Linked DNA regions of Oryctolagus cuniculus: region 2 is linked to region 1. The links are chromatin contacts, called in public Hi-C maps. All regions are on one chromosome and are shown on one strand. The core of a region is the stretch at or near the end of the contact, and the rest is flanking DNA. Distances in the headings are between cores, read along the strand shown.

Evidence for each region. Hi-C and Micro-C count contacts between places; a contact is called where the count stands out from the background.
Region 2: a Hi-C map of skin fibroblasts shows a contact between it and region 1, with 2.7 times the contacts expected there. The contact joins the enhancer-like site here to the promoter of TGFB2 in region 1. A contact is called at or near these places in 2 of 6 Hi-C or Micro-C datasets (psoas muscle and skin fibroblasts).

Annotation. Positions count from the first base shown.
Region 1 is chr13:32,629,872-32,632,474 of mOryCun1.1, forward strand. TGFB2 (transforming growth factor beta 2) reads left to right here and starts at 1,287. Exons shown (of 8, transcript NM_001082660.1): 1 at 1,287-1,632. The coding sequence starts at 1,287.
Region 2 is chr13:32,757,332-32,759,934 of mOryCun1.1, forward strand. No RefSeq gene overlaps it. Among named protein-coding and RNA genes, the nearest start is that of TGFB2, 130 kb to the left of the region's middle. Within about 2 kb of position 1,325, at least 1 of the 8 cell types and tissues checked has an H3K27ac peak or open chromatin away from gene starts, as enhancers often do.

The sequences.
Region 1 (2,603 bases), core at 37-2,536:
ACAAGAGAGAGAAATAGAAGGAAGGAAAGCGAGCGAGAGCAGAGCAAGAGCGCAAGTGAAAGAGGCAGGGAGAAGGATGGAGAACGTCAGAGTAACGGTCTAAGGATCCGTTCGGGAACTAACGGGGGCTTCCCGGCTGCAGAAAGGCAGAGAAGGAACGAGAGTCTATTTCAGGGTGGCAAGTGCCTACCTCCCCTAAGCGAGAAGGTCTAAGTGGGAGAGAAACCAGGAGAGGTTGGAAAAGGGTGGGAGTCCAAGGGAGCCCCTTCGCGACCCTCTTAGGAATAAAACTCCCCAGCCAGCGTGTCTCCCGGGCTGCTGTTGTGGTCCGCAGGGGGTGCAGGCGGCGGCGGCGGCGGCTGATCTTCTGGTGCCGGGTTGGCTTCTGGAGCGAGAGCAGAAGGAGGTGCAGGAGAAGGAGGGAGCTGGAGGCTGGACGCGTTTGCCGGCGGCGGCGGCGGCGGCGGCGGCGGCGGCGGGACCGACCAGCAACGTGGAGTAACCCTGCGGCCACAGCGCGGAGCTCCGGGAGCAGGATCCTCGCCCCCTCGGCCGTGTCCACGGCCCCTGCAGCACCCGATCGCGTCCCGGGCGCCGTGCGAAGCGCATCCGCCTCCTCGCGGCGCGCCGGGCTCGTCCCCAGAGCGCGCACGCGCGCGCGCGCGCACACACACACACACACACACACACACTCATACACACACGTGTGCGCTCCTCTGCCCTGGAGCTGCCGCTGCCCCTGCTCTGAGCGCCGCAGTGGAAGGCACGGCCGAACCGCTCTTTCTTTAAATATATAAATTACTGCTCGGGTCAGCCTCGGCGGCGCCCCTCCAGTCAGGTCGCCAGCTGCCAGCCCCGGGACCTTTTCATCTCTTCCCTTTTGGCCGGAGGATCCGAGTTCAGATCCGCCACTCGGCACCCGGGACTGACACACTGAACTCCATTTCCTCCTCTTAAATTTATTTCTGCCTTATAGCCACTCGTCCCTTTTCCCCCCACCTCGTCACTCCAAGAGAATCTTTTTTTCTTGCTTTCCAAAGTCAGGGTTCCCCCTGCCCATGCCTTATTAATGTTTCCAGTTTGGGAACTCCTTGCATTTTCTTTTTGAAGGAATTCAAGCAAACTACATTTTCTATCTGGCATCGACCCTCGATCGTTTGCAAAAGTTTCGCATTAAAAAAACAAACAAACAAACAGCTCCACCTGATCTGCACTTTGAGAATTGTTGGTTTCTTTTTATTTTTCATTTTTTAAAAGGACTTTTTTCTACCTTTTTTAAAAAAAAAATGCACTACTGTGTGCTGAGCGCTTTTCTGATCCTGCATCTGGTCACGGTGGCGCTCAGCCTGTCTACCTGCAGCACACTCGATATGGACCAGTTCATGCGCAAGAGGATCGAGGCGATCCGCGGGCAGATCCTAAGCAAGCTGAAGCTCACCAGCCCCCCAGAAGACTATCCCGAGCCCGAGGAAGTGCCCCCGGAGGTGATCTCCATCTACAACAGCACCAGGGACTTGCTCCAGGAGAAGGCGAGCCGGAGGGCGGCCGCCTGCGAGCGCGAGAGGAGCGACGAGGAGTACTACGCCAAGGAGGTCTACAAGATAGACATGCCGTCCTACTTCCCCTCCGAAAGTAAGTGCCCAGTCTCGTTCGCTTCCGTGCCCCGAGGTGTCGCGCTGCCCCGCGCTCGCACCGCCGCGACGGCTCCGGGGCTCGCCCACCCTGCTCCGGTTTCGCTGAGCTGCGCCCCGTCCACCTCCAGTCCAGCCGTGTCCTTGAGAGTCCGCAGACGTTAAGACGTGCGCTTTCTACTTTATTTTCTCCATCTCTCCCTCCCCCACTCCCCCCTAACGCCTCAGTCCTTTATAAGGCGGAATTCTCCTGTTCTCGTCCCTGAAATTCCATCCTGGGCCACCAACTAGGAGTCCGCCCTGCTCTGTCAAACCGTGAGGCGCTCCCTGGGGCAGAGTTAAACCGGGAAATCTTGGTGGGTTTGTTTTCTCTGCTCCGATTGGCGTGGAGCGCGCCGAACTGGTGCACGAAGGGTTAAAATAATGTGGCTCAAAACTATCCTCTCCGGAAGGCGCCCCCTTTCCGTGCCGACCTATCAGCTGGTTCACCAAGCCTTTTCCATTGTCTCTAACTCCCCTCAAAAATGTCAGCATCGCTCAGACAAAACCTGGTTTGGAGACCCTTCCAAAAATCTACCTGGAAACCCTCAGTGCTCGCTGTGCCTGTTGCCAGCGCTAGGTGTTTACGTTCCCCTGAGGCAGACTCTTGTAACCATGTCCTCTCTGATTTCACCTGCGGTGGTAGAAAGTTCGGCTTAGTTTTTGTGTTTAAAAGGCTTTTATTGCTGTATATTTTTTTTTTTTTCAGAATTCACCCAAACCTGCCTTCTTAAAATCGCCAGTGTAGCAGATCATTTTTCCTACGGGTTTATCTTCATCTTTTTTTTTTTTTTTCAGTCGTGGGCACTGTGCCCCTGCTCTTTGATAGGCTTCTACATTACCTTTGGTGCATTCCTAAATCTAAGATAGAGTAAAGAAGGCTGATCAAGAAGAGAGAGAGAGGGAGAGAGGGAGAGAGAGAGAAGGAGGAGA
Region 2 (2,603 bases), core at 75-2,574, 130 kb after region 1:
CACTTGGCTGTCTTTTTCCTTTCAGGAATTCCTACAGACACTCTGTCCTCTCAATTGTCATGCCATGTTCCTTGGCATTTGACTCCCTGTGAGAGCACCGACACAGTGTGTCTTTTCTCTTTCCTTTCCTTCCTGGCCCCGTTGACTTCTAGGTTTGGTCCTGTGTTGGGCCATGGAGAAGTAAACACCTGGGACTGAGGGCTCTCTGACATTTCTTGCTTTTCTCTGGCTGCTCTAGTCACGTCACATTCTTTCTCAAACTTCCCTCGGAGAGGAGAGGAATCAGCCCTTGGCTTCTCTTCTTCCTCCTTCCTTCTTTTCTCAGGGCTGCTTTTCAGAGCTTAATTCAGTAAAGCCATTGTCTCCATAAGCAAATCCACAGGGTCAGCTCCCCTTTCCAGACCGCTTCCTGCTTGTCTCTTTGTGAAAGACCATTCTCCTTTTCTCTCGGTTTCTCTTAGTCAAGGATAACATTTCAGACCCAATATTGTTAAGACAAAAACTCTAAAATATAATGTAACAAAGAGTTATGTGTTAATATTTTATTGGCTTCTGGTGGTGATGAAGCTCCTTCATTCTGTGACTAAATTGGAACCAGGAAACAAAGACAGCAAGTTCAGAGGGATTTTAATTTATACAGAGTTCCATTGCAGCAACTGAATGATTGTGGACACAAAAGGGGCAAGTTTCAATGAAAAATAAGAGGCCCTCTTTTATCTAGTTCTGCTGGGAATTAGGGGATGGATTGTTACTGAAATTGTGCTGCCAATAACACCTTATACTAATTTTAGGTGTTTAAATCTTAGTATATATATATATATTTTTTTTGCTGTCATGCTGAGTAAGGCACACAGCTATGGCTTCTGTGGAATTCTTTAGAGCATGGCCCTTATCATCAGTGACTTGCTAGGCATAATTTTCCCTACCGGGCCCACCCACTGCAGGACCCAGGAGAGCCTCAGATTGTCTTGGCAGTCAGCTCATTCTCCCTTTCTCCTTCTCCAAAGGAAGCATCCGCTTTTCCTTTAGAGAAAACAACTCTTTTTTCTTAAAGTCTAAGCAAGCACTCTTTGGAGACAGCTTCAGGACTTCCACTGGGAGAAGCCGTGTGCCTGGAGGCAGCTGCACACCACAGTTAAGAGATTAGGCTTTGGAACTTTATCAGTGTAGGACTGAGGTCCAGTCTCAATGACTATAACCTTTGACAAGTGGCAAAACCTCTCCGTGCCTTGGATTCCTTGTGTATTAAGTGGGAATAATGTAGCACCCATCTCATAAGCTGGCTGTGAGCATGAGATGAGAGAATCATGAAAAGTACCTGGCACCAGCAGACGCTAGCTATTTTTATCTATGATCTACTAGGTAGAATACTTCTGTGCTTTCCCCAGTCTGAAATGGAGATGCCTTCACAATCCTTCGTCTTTTAAGTGCTCATGATTAGCCATCCATCAGGTCCAGTGCTTCTAAAACAATGAGAATAACAATTATATAAGTTGTCTCTGCAGAGCTTTAGATCCAGAAATTTTGACAAAAAGAGCAAGACGATTATAAAGCAGAGCATTTCCAGTCTAGGGTTATAGCTCCCTCCCCTCTCCCTGTTCCATAAAATAGTAAACTTTTACAATCTCACAAGAGATCCAGGTAGTAACATGCGGATGGAATTTAAGAGGTCAGGAATGGAGTAAGGAGAGGTTTTAGAGCTTTTCTGGCTCTAATATCAAATCATCCCTAATAGGGGAATCTTTAGCTGAATTACAAACTCATTGAAGGTCTTATTCATCTCTTGAGGCAGAAAGGTGGGGTTGGAATTGATAGTGATATGAATACGAATGTATTTCACAATGTTCATGGAAAATGGAATTAAAAAGAAAATATGTTGTTACAAAATATTTTGAGATCCATCCACAATTTTTCTCATAATACACATTTCCTGTGAATTTTTCAAGGCTCTTCAATTGCATAGGTTTCAAAATTTTTGTAGCAAAGAAAGCTTATCATTTAATCCAATATTTCTTCAACTTTTTGAAGTATTTCAGTATGACAATTTCCTACTTTGCTTCAGGCTTATCTGAGAATCCCACTGTTCTCTGAAAGTATACCTGCTCTCCTAAATATGTAAATATTTAAATTAAATAATATTTAAATAAAATATTTAAATAAAGATTTACTTATTTATTTGAAAGTCAGAGTTACACAGAGAGAGAAAGAGAGGCAGAGAGAGAGAGAGGTCTTCCATCCACTGGTTCATTCCCCAATTGGCAGCAGTGGCCTGAGCTGAACCCATCTGAAACCAGGAGCCAGGAGCTTCTTCCAGGTCTCCCATGGAGGTGCAGGGGCCCAAGGACTTCAGCCATCTTCTACAGCTTTCCCAGGCCATAGCAGAGAGCTGGGTCAGAAATGGAGCAGCTGGATCTCGAACCAGTGCCCATATGGGAAGCCAGCACTCAGGCCAGAGCATTAACTCGCTTTGCCACAGCGCCAGCCCCCCTCCCTTAGTTTTAACACACATTTAGCTCTTCCAATTTTTTTTCATTCATCTGATAAACTCCTAAGTATTGTATTTATAAGATGCTTAGAAAATAATAATTAGAAAATCATTGAAC